Linked DNA regions of Sus scrofa: region 2 is linked to region 1. The links are chromatin contacts, called in public HiChIP or PLAC-seq maps. All regions are on one chromosome and are shown on one strand. The core of a region is the stretch at or near the end of the contact, and the rest is flanking DNA. Distances in the headings are between cores, read along the strand shown. Region 1 holds the start of LOC100737927 (adenylate cyclase type 10). Region 2 holds the start of TREM1 (triggering receptor expressed on myeloid cells 1).

Region 1 (6,640 bases), core at 3,035-5,534:
GTCCTGACACTGCAGGTTTTAAGTAAGAGGCAGGCAGAGTTTAGTGGAAAGAAGATTGAAAGGGAATCAAGAGATTTGGGAGTTTGTTCTTGCTGGGTTCCTCACTAACTTTTTGACTCTAGTCCAGGCAAATCACTTTACACATCCAGGCTTCAGGTTTATCTACAAAAGGAGTGCATTAAAGTAAGTAAATTCCAACGTTCTTTCCAGCCCTGCTAAGTGCTTGTATTTAAATATGATGATCAGGAAATAATGGCACAAAAATACAGGATGACTTGGTTTCTCTGGGTCTTTTTCTTAACTGCCTAAGGACCTTTAATCCTTAAGAGCAGAACATAACACAGTTGCTTAGGAAAGAGATACTCTCTGAACTCTGAGGTGTTGAGCAATGCAGTGCCAGTCCAGACTTGGAATCTTTTTAAGAATAAGGTTTGTTGTCTCTTCTTTGCTAATAGAGCTGCATTTAAAACCATGTATGCAGGCTTAGATGTATTACAGGCCTTTGGCTAACTTAGCAAAGTCTGTGTATTCTCTTGGTGATAAGTACCGAGAGCAGTGAGTTCCCAGATGCTTTTGCAAAGGACTGTAATCATTACACTTATTTCTTTGTAGGATCCAAATCAAGCAGATGAAGAGGCTATGACACAGATCATCCGAGTGTCCTAACCCCAGGCCATGTGATGGAGCTGATCAAGGTCATGTTCCTCACACCGTTTCCCACTGTTCCAAGGAAACTGATCAACTCTTCCGACGGGACACTGACGATCACATTCTGCCCTTTTCTACAGGACAGAAACCACTTAGTTTTTAATAAGTGGTTCAGTATTATAATTGCAGTGATATCTGGCAAATTGAAGTTGCAAGCCTTTGTCTCGCCCTTTCAGTCAGGACTTCCTTCAGACTGTGGGTGACATTGACATTTCATGGATTGGGATGATGCAAGGGAGCCATGCCAGCCTAGCAGTACCACACATAGCACTTATGTTGCCTGGTGATGCCAGCCAGCCGTCTCCGCAGAGGAGAATGACCTTCTCAACCTAAACTGCAATCAGGGAAGCTGCAGCCCACTCCTTTCCCAAGGATTCTGAACAGCACCCGTCCCTCTGCTGGGGGATCTCAGGCTGACTAATGAACACTTTGTATTCAGAGATGGTTTCCAGGCAAGGAAGCTCCATCTCATGATATGGAAACAATAAATTCTCTGAGATACATTCATCTAATCTGTGGTAATAATAAGAATTTCTGTCCACCCGGATGATAGGTTGGTATTTTTGGACACCGGCCAAGAAAAAGTTAACTCTCGGGATAGACTGACAAAAGACTCAAGCACTAAACGTAGAAATTGCTGGATCTCTTAGCTTTGACAAGTTGTTGTCTACTTGTCTGTTGACAGGTCATATGGACCACAGTTCTTGACTTTTAGGACAATTTGAGGGTATTGGATCTTGAAACTGCCTTTCCTAAGTAGAGAACAAAATTACACAACTTCTGTGCTGAAGTCCTGAGGACATTTGTAGTAACTCCTAAACAGCAAAACTAGAGAGATTCTCAATCATAGGCTCCGTGACAGCATTTGGGGACTAGAAAGGTTCGTGTGTGTTTCAGTCTAGAAGGACAAAGAGAGTAGTATGCATACCCTTGTGTTGTCATATAGCATGATTCGCCAGTGGATTGATGCCTGGGATGGATTGTTAAGATGAAGAGAATAATTTACATTTATACTACAATCTTTTAACAAGCACGTTTGAAAGGGAGAAGTCTGATTTGGTCCTTGACAATTTCTGGAAAGCACTGTTCAATCAGCTAATCTGGACACATTCCAGGTTACCTGCTAGAGTTCGAGGTGGATGTTGGCTTCACTCCTGCTGTGCTTTGTGCCGGCCCCACAGAGCAAACATTCTTGTTCTTCCCATGGCAGCTGATTTTTTGGTGCCGGTTTCTGTTTGTTTCCCCTTTTCTCCATAAGCCTTGAGCAGAAAGGTTTTCACATTGCATCCCCATTCTGGTGATGAACTGTGGACTGGAAGTGGATTCCTGCAGGGTCAGGAACCGGGCCATGGTTCCCAGAATGGGTTGTGCCTGAATAATCTGTTTGTTTTCTAGATGTGGAACCTTGGGAGAACCGAGATGATATTTGGGAAGAGTTGCTGCCTTCTCTGGAAACAAAGAAGGGAAACTTAGTTCTTTTGGAGAACATTTGGGTTTGATTTAAATACCGAGAGTAGAGATTGGCTCGCTCTTTGATTTCACTCTACCTATGTTAAGAGGGAAAGGAAATTAAATCCTCTAAAGAAATCATCACAAAGGGGAATCATTGTAATGGTAGAAATGGAGGTATAGAACTATGCAAAGAAAGCAGGAAGTGGAGTATCTCCCTCATCCCTTGAATCTAGTCATCTGTCCTGGCTTCCAGGTAGGCTTACTAGAAACTTCTGGCTCCTTATGTGAGATTCAGGTGGTAAGCCCTAAGTTTTTCAGATGATAGGTTACTAAAAGCAATGAGGAGTTTATATCCTTTGGTTTCTTTAATACTCATGCAGAGTTCAGAAAGAAATTACTCAGATCTAATTTCTAGTACTTAAGCCAACACCTAGTTCTAAAATGCTATTTATTTGTGTCTGTAAGTTTGTACATAATAATACCAACCTCATTTTTGTTGTGGGGGGGTGGGTTTTGTTTTTTGGGTTTTTTTTTTTTTTTTTCATGAGTTTGAGTTTGGTTTATTTGAAATGAAATGCATCAGTTGTCATTTTGTCATTGCATTTCAGGTAGCTCATGGCCCCTTTATTGTGGTCATTTTAGCACGTAATAACCCACAAAGTGGGACTGAAGTTTGGATTTTTTTTCTTTGTTGCTAGAAATTCTTTTATCCATTTGTCCTTGAGACTGTAGTGATTACTTCATAGATGCAAAAAGAATGAATGGATGAGTGAATAACTAGTTTAATGTGTAGTTCTTTCACTTCTTGAGTGTTTCTTGGGTTTGGTTTTTTTGTTTTTTGGTTTTTTTTTTTGCAGGATAATTGTAAATGTATATATTTTAATTGCACTGGTACATCGAACATGTCAGTGTCTCTACCACTGGACCAACAGAGCATTTTTCTGGCTAATGAGTGCCTGATAATAATGTCTTGATTTTCCTTTGGGACTAAACTACACAGGTTTTTTTCCTCCCAGCAGTAGGGGAGCACAGGTGATGGATCATTGATGTCATTTCAATTGTTATTTTTTAAAATAAATAAATTTATAAAAATGCTAAAAAGTGTCTTGAGTTTTGAGGAGTCTACATCCCTTGGGTTATGTTTATAATGGTTGGTAAACCATAAATACACATGCAAGTTCTGTGGACAGTGTGTCAAACTTACAGAGGTTGTCCAGCATCTCAGCTGTGTATCTCCCCTTGGTCTCTTTTCCTTCCCTTTTGGTCCTCCCACCCTACTAAGGAGATTCTGACATCTGTGGGCTGATCATACATTTGGTCTTCTCACTGCAAGTGTTAATGAAAACATAATGAAAGTAATTCCATTAGTAAGATTAGCCCTTTAGTTTTCACCAAAACAGCCTCAATTTATGGTGTGTTGTAGAACTAAAGAAGTGAAGACGTAATTTTTAGATTGTTTTTATTTATGTTAAAAAACATGCATTTTCTGATGGTTAGAAATCACAACATGCTCATCCTTTTATTGTTTTGTATTCACAAATCTGAGCAATGGACTGGCAGCTTCAGATGTGCCATTTTCACACTCAAGTCAGGGACTTACTTGAGAAAAAACGCCCCCGGGGAGCATCCCATGAGATCCAGTGATCCATCCTGGCAGACAACAGAAGTGGAAGAAACTTCCTAACAAGGAAAAGGACTGTTAAATAGCTTCGGTGTGTATTTAAAAAGTATCCTGAATTTGCTTGTCCTTAGAAAACTAAAAAGACGACCTAGAAACGAAATTCCTACTTTAGTGGTAAGGGGAAAAGACCACCCTACTGAATTTATCCCAGGTGATTAGTTTCGTCGTGGAAGGATCACCAGTTTTCAAGGAGATCAAAAATTTCAGCTATTAACTATATGCTCCGCCCTTGCCCGCCTTCCGCCCCTCCCCCCCGGAAGCCAGAGCGAGGGAAAAAGGCAATGGGAAGCAGCTGGGGCGGGGCCTCCGGCGGCTTTCCATTGGTACTGACCCAAGGATCCCCGCGCTGATTGGTTGGTGGGAGGGACCGTAAGGGCCGTGGTTGCGGATTGGCTACTATTCGGAGTAAACTTGTTTCCGGTAGCTTGGCGGGCAGCCCCGCCGCCGCCATGGCGACCGGCGAGCGGGAGGCGGTGCCGCCTCAGTGGCCAGTAGAGGCCCGCTTGGCGGCGCTGCTGCCCGACCTGCTGGTTTTCAGGAAGCCCGGGGGATCAGAACCCGAGCTCGCCACGGCCCAGGGCGTCCTCCTTGGCGTCCACGTGACGGGTGAGGACAAGGGGAGGAGCGTCGCTCTCCCCGGCCTGCAGGAGGGGCAGCCGTTGGGCCTCAGCTCGTAGAGGCCTCGGCAGTTACCGGCCTGGCCCCGGAGCGAGCTAAGGCGCTCTTTCACTGCACTTTCCGCTGCCTCCGCGGGAAACAGGGTCATTTTCAGAGCAGGAGGACGCCTTTCGGGACGACCTTATGTATCCCGAGTTCACTTCAGAAATGGTGAAATTGAGGCTCAGAAAGGAGAAAGGACTTTAAAGCCATAACAGGTTTTGAACCCAAGTTTTCCCCCAATCCCGAACATTTCCCAGTAAGCATCCACCTAATCCAATGATTTTATTTGCTCAGTAATTCCTTCTTTGGGTCTATAAGTATGTGCCTGCCTTTATTCTAGGAGTTAAAAGACTTAGTAGCTACTATGAGAGGCCTTCATTTAACAGATATTTATGGAGTTTTATGTGTCATGGATATAAAGATGAGTGATTCAGGTGCCTGTCCTCAAGGAGCTCAGCTCACCATTTTAAGTTCTCCATAAAGGTTTTTAATCCATTCTCCTTGTCAGTGATTTCTCTCTCCCTCACAGAGCAAGAGAATCCTGTCGTTTCCCTTGGCCAGGGAGTCTTAAGAGGGTATGATGGGAAAGGAGTAACTGGATTCTGAGGAAAAAGTCACTTGTGGATGAATCTTCACCATCTGCAGCTTCTAGAAACGTGGGGGCGGGGGGGCTGCTCTGCACTCCCAGAGGCAGCAGCAATCAGCCTGGCTCTGAGTACTTGCTAAGGAACTTAGCAAGGATAATGAAATTACTCATCTTGAAGAGATATGCTTCCTTCACACTGGCCTGATGTGTGGAGGGGTTAGGGGTTAAAAGTTTAGGATTTGCAGCTAACGTAGTCATTTGTGCTTTGTTGGTCAGGGTTTACAGCATTAATGGACAGGTTCAGCCTGAGCTGCAAGTTGGAACATGACATGGACAAACTGGCCCACATCTTCAGCTATTACATTAGTGACATCGTGGAGCGTGAGTGACCACTGTAGGGGAGCAAGGAGGTGTGCTGGGCTCCTGAGGGTTTGCAACACAAGGACGCCTGGGGTACTTTAAAACAGATACTAAAGGGTCATTCCTTTGCTGTCACTCCTCTTTTATTTCTTCAGGTTTGCCACGAACAAGCTAGATCTTTGCCTGTATCTGTCATTCTCCTCAATCTCACATCTGTTGACTCAGTGTTCAGAAAGGGGGAAAAATGCTAATTTTAATTTGTACTTTGCATGTTTGTATTAATTAGTAAATAAGGTGTCCCTCAGTTTGTGTCTTCTAACCAGAATATAATGGGCCTCTTGTGTGTATATAAGATGTAATTTATAAAACACCTTCCCATTCTGTTATTGCATTTTGATCCCCTGTGAGGTAAGAATGAGTATTCTTTCTTTCTTGCTTAATCTGGGGGGAAAAGAAACCTTTTTGTTTGTACAGTAAACATGTTTTGAGTACCTGCCCTATGACATACACTGTAATAGGCGCAGGGAGTGCAAAACCCTGCTCTTCAAGGAGCTTTCAGTCTAGTTAGGTCTACCTAACAAATTGGTCCTATACCCTTTAGTACTAATAAAATATTCCCTTCCTTTACTGACAGTGTCCCATAGAGTTCTGGCTATCATTCCAAGAGTCACCACAATAGTTACTTTGCGGCATCTACTTTAGCCATATAAATGGCTATGTGAATCACCCCTTACCCCTGAGGAACAAGTATAAGTCTTTCCGCTGATCTCATCAAGTTTTTGCGGGGAGTTTTTTGTTTGTTTTGCTTTTTAGGGCCACATCTGCAACATATGGAGGGTCCCAGGCTAGGGGTCCAATCAGAGCTACAACTGCCGACCTACGCCACAGCCACAGCAATGCTGGATCCTTAACCACTGAGTGAGGCCAGGGATCAAACCCACAACCTCATGGTCTCTAGTCGGATTTGTTTCCGCTGCACCATAATAGGAACTCCTTTCACACAAGAGGAGTCCTCATGGATGCTAGTTGGGTTCATTAACCACTGAATCACAATGGGAACTCCAGATCTCATCAAGTTTAGATCTCGATGAAAGGGGGAGATATAAATGATGTATCATGTTTGTGTTGTAACACCAGAATCTTCTGGGTACTAGAAATACATGGGAAAGTAAGACACAGTACCTGCCCTCTTG
Region 2 (6,640 bases), core at 1,965-4,464, 120 kb after region 1:
GCTCAGCAGAAATGAATCTGGCTAGCATCCATGAGGATGCAGGTTCGATCCCTAGCCTCGCTCAGTGGGTTAAGGATCCAGCATTGCTGTGAGCTGTGGTGTAGGTCGAAGACACAGCTCATATCTGACATTGCTGTGGTTGTGGCGTAGGCTGACAGCTGTAGCTCTAATTCAACCCCTAGCCTGGGAACCTCCATATGCCGCGGGGGCGGCCCTAAAAAGACAAAAAAAAAAAAAAAAAAGAAGAAGTTAGGGCTTTGGTGGTTCACCATGGTCACCATAGTGAATGCTTTGGTCTGAATGTGTCCTCCCCAAAATTCATATGTTGGAATTTTAGCCTCCAAGGCCATGGTATTGGTGGGTGGGGTCTTTGGGAGATGATTAGGTCACGAGGGCTCTTCCCTCAGGAATGGGAGTAGTTAAAGAGTCTTTATTAAGGAGGCTGCAGAAGTTCCCATTGTGGCTCAACAGGTTAGAAACCTGACTAGTATCTACGAGAACTCAGGTTCATCCCTGGCCTCACTCAGTGGGTTAAGGATCTGATGTGGCTGTGGTGTAGGCTGGCAGCTGTAGCTCTGATTTGACTCCTAGCCTGGGAACCTCCATATGCTGCATGTGTTGCCCTAAAAAGACCAAGAGAAAATGAAAAATAAAGAGGCTCCAAGAATTCCAGCTCTGGTGCAGTGGGTTAAGAATCCAACTATAGTGGCATGGATCATAGCTGCAGTTTGGATTCCATCCCTGGCCTGGGAAATTCCATATGCCTTGGGTGTGTATATATACACACACACAAACACATCAAGAGGCTCCAGAAAACTCCCTTGCCCCTCCCACCATGACAACACAGTGAGAAGTCTGCAGTCTGCAGTCCAGAAGAGGACCTTCCGAAAAACCCAACCACACTGGTACCCTGACCTTGAACTTCCAGCCTCCAAAACTTGAAGAAGTAAATTTCTGTTGTTTGTAAGCCACACTGTCTGTGGCATTTTGTTACTGCTGCCAAGATGGACTAAGACAGTAGAAGCTACAGGAAACAGATTGCACACAAACCTGCCTGACTCTTGTGAAAGGAGATAGTAAGAAACTGATGGAGAAGTGCTCTCTGTGCATCAATTTTGCACCATTGTGAGAAAGGAGTTCCTCATCACATGTTAATAAAAAAAAAATAACAGGTGTTTCCTTGTGGCACCGGGGGCTAAAGATCTGGCGTTGTCACTGCAGTGGCTCGGGAACTTCCATGTGTTTTGGGCAGAGCCAAAAAGAAAGGAGAAGAGGAATAGCAAATACCTTTTATTGCTAAGTGTTTAAAATACGATCTCCCTGAATCTTCATAACTTTTAAGGTTGACACCACTGTTATTCCCAGTTGAGAGCTAAGGAAATTGGGGCACAGAAAGGTTATTTAATAACGCAGAGGTCGTTAAGTGATTTTCCCAAGGTCCCATAGAAGAAAGGGGTGCACCCAGGATTCTAGCCCTATTAGTCTGACCCTAGGGTCAGCTCTAAACCTCTGAGCCAGATGGGCCAGGCAGCTGCCTGCCTGGAATTCGAGCTGTGCCAGCCCTGGTGTGAAGAGCTGCCTAACCATTCCTTTGGGATACGGGAGCTAGAAGGAGTTTTATGTTACCCCTAACCTACCCCCTCAGGACACTGTGGGAAAAAAACAAAAGCAAAAAAAAAAGCCACTGGTTTTCTCTCAGTCGTCAACCTTCCATCATCTTCCAGTGCTCCTTTGGAAGAACATGAATAAGACATGAGGAAATGCACTGGTCCCTGAGACCCAAACTCCTGTGTGTCCATCTGGATTACTGCCCCGGCTCCTGAGAGACCATAAGCAGCATCGGTGTGCGGGCTTTGCCAGATGATCATCTGTGACCTTGCTCAAGGCAGTGGGCTCCCCGGAAAACACCCTCTCCCTGGAATCTTTGTGTCCTTCCAAAGCAAAGTTTTCTCTTCACTCCCTGTTGACATTTTTCCTTTCTCTGATCATTTCCCCAGTGTCTTCGCAAGGATTAGAAGCAGGAGCAACACAAGTTTCAAATGCTTCCGTTTTTTTTTTTTTTTTTTTTTTTTTTTTCTTTAGGGCCATACCTGTGACATATGGAAGTTCCCAGGTTAGGGGTTGAATTGGAGCTGTAGCTGCCGGCCTACACCACAGCCACAGCAACGCCAGATCCTTAACCGGCTGAGCAAGTCCAGGGATGGAACCTGAATCCTCATGGATACAAGTCGGGTTCTTACCCCACTGAACCACAACTCGAACTCCCCCAAATGCTTGCATTTTTAGAGAAGGCGTGAGCTGTTCAGTCAGAGGTGAGGGCCAGAGACGGAACAGCCCTGCCGAGCCTGGGTGACAGAGCCCTGCAAGGCCAGCAGACAGTGGACCCAGGATCACGGCCTCCATGAAAATGGGCCCATTTTTTGGTTCCCGTCTGTGTCCTTTTGCCAATAACATATTTCGTGGCCCCTGGCTGGCCCCTGGGGAACATCCATTGAATGAACTATGTCTTTGGGGTTTAACAGCCTGTGAACATCGGAAGAACCAAGAAGGACTCTAAGGGGAAGAAAACCTTCAAACTTGGAGTTTCTGTTGTGGCTCAGTGGTAACCAACCCGACTAGTATCCATGAGGAAGTGGGTTCAATCCCTGGCCCCTCTCAGTGGGTTAAGAATCTGGCATTGCTGTGGCTGTGGTGTAAGCTCTAATTTGACCCCTAGCCTAGAAATGTCTGTATGCCACAAGTGCAGCCCTAAAAAGACAAATAAATAAATAACTTAAAACTCAAATAAAACTCCTTTAGATCATGTCAAGTGGAGATTTACTCCATCATTATTTTCCCACCCAGGGGTTTGCATGTCCCCGAGGACATGGAAAAGCACCAACCTCCTGTTTCCCTAACTTACCCCCTTTTAGTTCTGTTCTCAGGCCCTGTGAGTCCTGATTCTGTAAAGCTGGGGCACCCGGCCTGGCATACCCACTGGTTTGGTGCCGCCTTGGGTGGCCACATGCCCTGGAGCCTCTGAAGTAAAGACCTTTCTTGTGGTGGGATTCCCCAACCCCAGGTCCAGGGAAGAAGCCTCACCTGCTCGCATCTCTTGCCGATCTTACCTGTGATGAAGAGCATCCAAAGCAGCCTCCCGAGCCTAGCGCTCCTCATCGTCACGCGCACCAGCCCCAACTGCCCCCGCCTCATGGGACAGCTGTGAGGAACACTCTAACTAGAAGCTCCAGAAAGTTATGCAATAGGATATTACGCCACTTCTCGGAGGTGTTGGGTTGGATGCTCTGTCATCACTAGTTGCCTTGGCCCCAGACGTCAGAGACAACAAACGTGGATCCGAGACAGGGCTCAAGTCTCCAGGAAGTTTCTCCAAACCCCAGTTTCCTGTTCTTGGGGGATAATAACAATGATTCTTTTCAAGCAACCTCTTAGTGAGAACACTACTTCTGGGTAAACAGAGTAAGGAGTTAATGTTATCCGGGGATCAGAAGCCCACCTTGCTCTCCTGAGGCCCACCCTCTGCTCCCATCCAGTTCAGTGCAGGTAAGCGTGCCAGATGCACAGAGCCAGAGGTTGGAATAAAAAGCCCTCATTTTTAGGGGTTTTGTGAGAACTAGGTGAGGGCCCCATGGAAAGCGCTCAGCACTGTACCTAACATGGGTGTTGTTTCTGCATTCTGTCCTCAGCTGCACCCTGCTCCCCTTGGCTTTTTCTTTTGCTTTCCAGGGCCACACCCTGGCATATGGAGGTCCACAGGCTAGGGGTTGAATCAGAGCTACAGCTGCTGGCCTGTGCACGGCTCAGATCTGGTTGCTGTGGTGTTGCTGTAGCTGTGGCATAGGGAATAAAAAAAAAAATCCAGCAGCTTCCATACTAGAAGCAATCAAAGGCAGATTCGACAGGGTAAAAAATCAGTCACGGAGAAGATTCACTTCAGAAATACTTCCAAATGTAAAATCTATAAGGACATTTCAAAGAGCTCAAAAATGGTGAAGGACAAATCATGGATATCCAACCTACAAATAATGTACTAATAAGGGATATTTTTGAAATTTAACATGGGACAGTGGATCATAAATGAAGTTAAAATATATATTAAAAAATTTTTTTTCCAATATCCATGCATCCCAGTGTTGACTGCGGCACTGTTTACAATCACCAAGACCTGGAAACTACCTATGTCCATTGAAAGATGAATGGATAAAAAAGATATGGTGTACATATAAAATGGAATATTACTTAGCCATAAAAAAGGATAAAATGATGTCATTTGCAGCAACATGGATGGACCTAGAGATTATTACACTAAGTGAAGCCAGCCAGACAGAGGAAGACAAATACCCTATGATATCACTTATACCTGAAATCTAAAAAGTGATGCAAATGGACATATTTACAAAACAGAAACAGACTCACAGATGTAGAAAACAAACTTACCAAAGAGGAAAGGAGGAGGAAGGGATAAATTAGGAGTTTGGGATTAGCAGATACAAACTACTACACATAAAATAAATCAATGACAAGGTCCTACTACATAGCACAGGTAACTATAGTCAATATTCTGTTATAAACTATAATGGAAAAGAATACAAAAAAGACTATGCATATATTCTGAATCACTTTGCTGTCCACCAGAAACTAACACAACATTGTAAATCAACTATATTTTAATAAAAACTTTAGGAGTTCCTGCTCTGGTGCAACAGGATGGGACAGCATCTTGGGAGCCCTGGGAAGCAGGTTTGATCCCGGGCCTGGCACAGGGGGTTAGGGATCCACTTAGGTTGCAGCTGTAGCTCAGATCTGATCCCTGGCCTGGGAAGTCCATATGCCAGGGGTGGCAAAAAGAGAGAGAGAGAGAGAAACTTAAAAAAAACAAACAAAAAAAAAACATTCTCTAGATCTGAAAAGCAATCTGAAATTGGAGGTTGAGAGAATTCAACCTGGGCAAGGAAAAATTCATGAAGTGAAACCAAGACTATAAAGTTCCCGTGTTGAAAAAGTTTTCGTTAACACTCTTGCTGCTAAACAAACAGGAAAAAAAGAAAGAAAAAAAAAACTTGATTCCTTCAAAAAGGTTGAAATGAGCAGGAGTCAAATTTCTTTTCTGAGTAGCAAATACAGTGGGAGAATGTATAAAGAAAACCTTGCCTCTAGAATTTTATACTCAAGCCGAATGCTCTTCAAGTATGAAAACAGCAAAAAGGTGCTATCGTGTCTGCAAACTGAAAAAGCAAAAGATAAAAACAAGGGAGTTCCTGTTGTGGCTCAGCAGAAACCAATCTGACTAATATCTGTGAGGACACAAGTTCGATCCCTGGCCTCCCTCAGTGGGTTAAGGATCCCTCATTGCCCTGAGCTGGTGGTGTAGGTCGTAGACACGGCTCAGATCTGGTTGCTGTGGTGTTTCTGTTGCTGTGGCGTAGGACAGCGACTATAGCTCCAATTTGATCCCTAGCCTGGGAACTTTCATATGCCGCCGGTGCGGCCCTAAAAAAAGACAGACAAACAAACAAAAAAACTTCCAAGGTTAACGTTCATGTTCTACCTTAAAACTGTTGAATGCAGCAATTTATAAAATAGAGATGATAATAAAGAAATGTAAATCCTACCATTATACCTGCAGAGGTCGTTGTAGTTAAGATTTTCTAAAGTTTCTTCTATTCTTTGTTCTATAAATAATAACAGAAACTGTGCTTGGATTGAAACCTGCCAGACTTACAGTTTGTTTTATTTCTCTGGCCCACAGGGAGGAGAAAGTAGCCAGAGAGCTTTTGAAATTTTCTGATTCAGGCGATTTTGACAGGGTGAGTCAAATTAGCACAGTTCCCTTAGCAAATCCCTCTTCTTACATGTGTCTCTCACACTTAAATAAGTAAGACAATGCTAATTTGTCTTTGACTCCTGTGTGTTAAGGGTCAAATTCCTGGAAGATTAAGAAGAACTTTATACACACACACACACACACACACACACACACACACACATTTTAGGGCCACACTTGTGGCATACGGACGTTCCCGGGCTAGCGGTTGAGTTGGAGCTGCAGCTGCTGGCCTACACCACTGCCATGGCAACATCCCATCCAAGCCACAACTGTGACTCATGCTTGTGGCGATGTGGGATCCTTAACCCACTGAGCGAGGCCAGGGATCCAACCTGTATCCTCATGGACACTACATGATGTGCTTAACCAGCTGAGCCACAACAGGAACTCCAGAATTTTTTTTATTTTTAATTGTTTTATTTTATGGCCACATAACATTTGGCTTTGGACGTTCCTGGGCCAAGGACTGAATTCTGATCCTTGCTCTGAAGTCTACTTTAACCATATGTGAATAAAACCACACTGGCTTTTGAAAAAGTTCATGCTTCCATGTGTATATTTTTCCATCCTTTTTCTTTCAGTTTACCTAATCATTGGCTTTGAAGTGAATTTCTCATAAGCAGCATCTACTAGGATTTTGGTCTTTCATTCCTGTTACTCTCTGTCTTTTGTAAAAGGGTTCAGATAATTTACCTCTAAGGTAATTATTCATAGTTTGGCACTTTAGTCTACCATCTCATAACTAGTTTTCTATTTCTTTCCTCTGGTTCTCATTTCTGTTTCTCTTTGGGGAGCTCTTAATTAAATAGCCTG

What was found. HiChIP or PLAC-seq counts read pairs in DNA pulled down with a chosen protein or histone mark.
Region 2: an H3K27ac HiChIP or PLAC-seq map of alveolar macrophages shows a contact between it and region 1. The contact joins the promoter of TREM1 here to the promoter of LOC100737927 in region 1. A contact is called at or near these places in 1 of 5 promoter capture datasets (fetal liver), 2 of 47 Hi-C or Micro-C datasets (alveolar macrophages and subcutaneous adipose tissue) and 1 of 2 datasets of contacts at active chromatin or transcription factors (alveolar macrophages).

Annotation. Positions count from the first base shown.
Region 1 is chr7:36,406,235-36,412,874 of Sscrofa11.1, forward strand. It overlaps LOC100737927 (adenylate cyclase type 10), which reads left to right and starts at 4,285. Exons shown (of 32, transcript XM_021098668.1): 1 at 4,285-4,447; 2 at 5,364-5,468. The coding sequence starts at 4,291. It overlaps NFYA (nuclear transcription factor Y subunit alpha), which reads left to right. Exons shown (of 10, transcript NM_001243295.1): 10 at 613-1,215. The coding sequence ends at 666.
Region 2 is chr7:36,528,582-36,535,221 of Sscrofa11.1, forward strand. It overlaps TREM1 (triggering receptor expressed on myeloid cells 1), which reads right to left and starts at 3,215. Exons shown (of 4, transcript NM_213756.1): 1 at 3,108-3,215. The coding sequence starts at 3,156.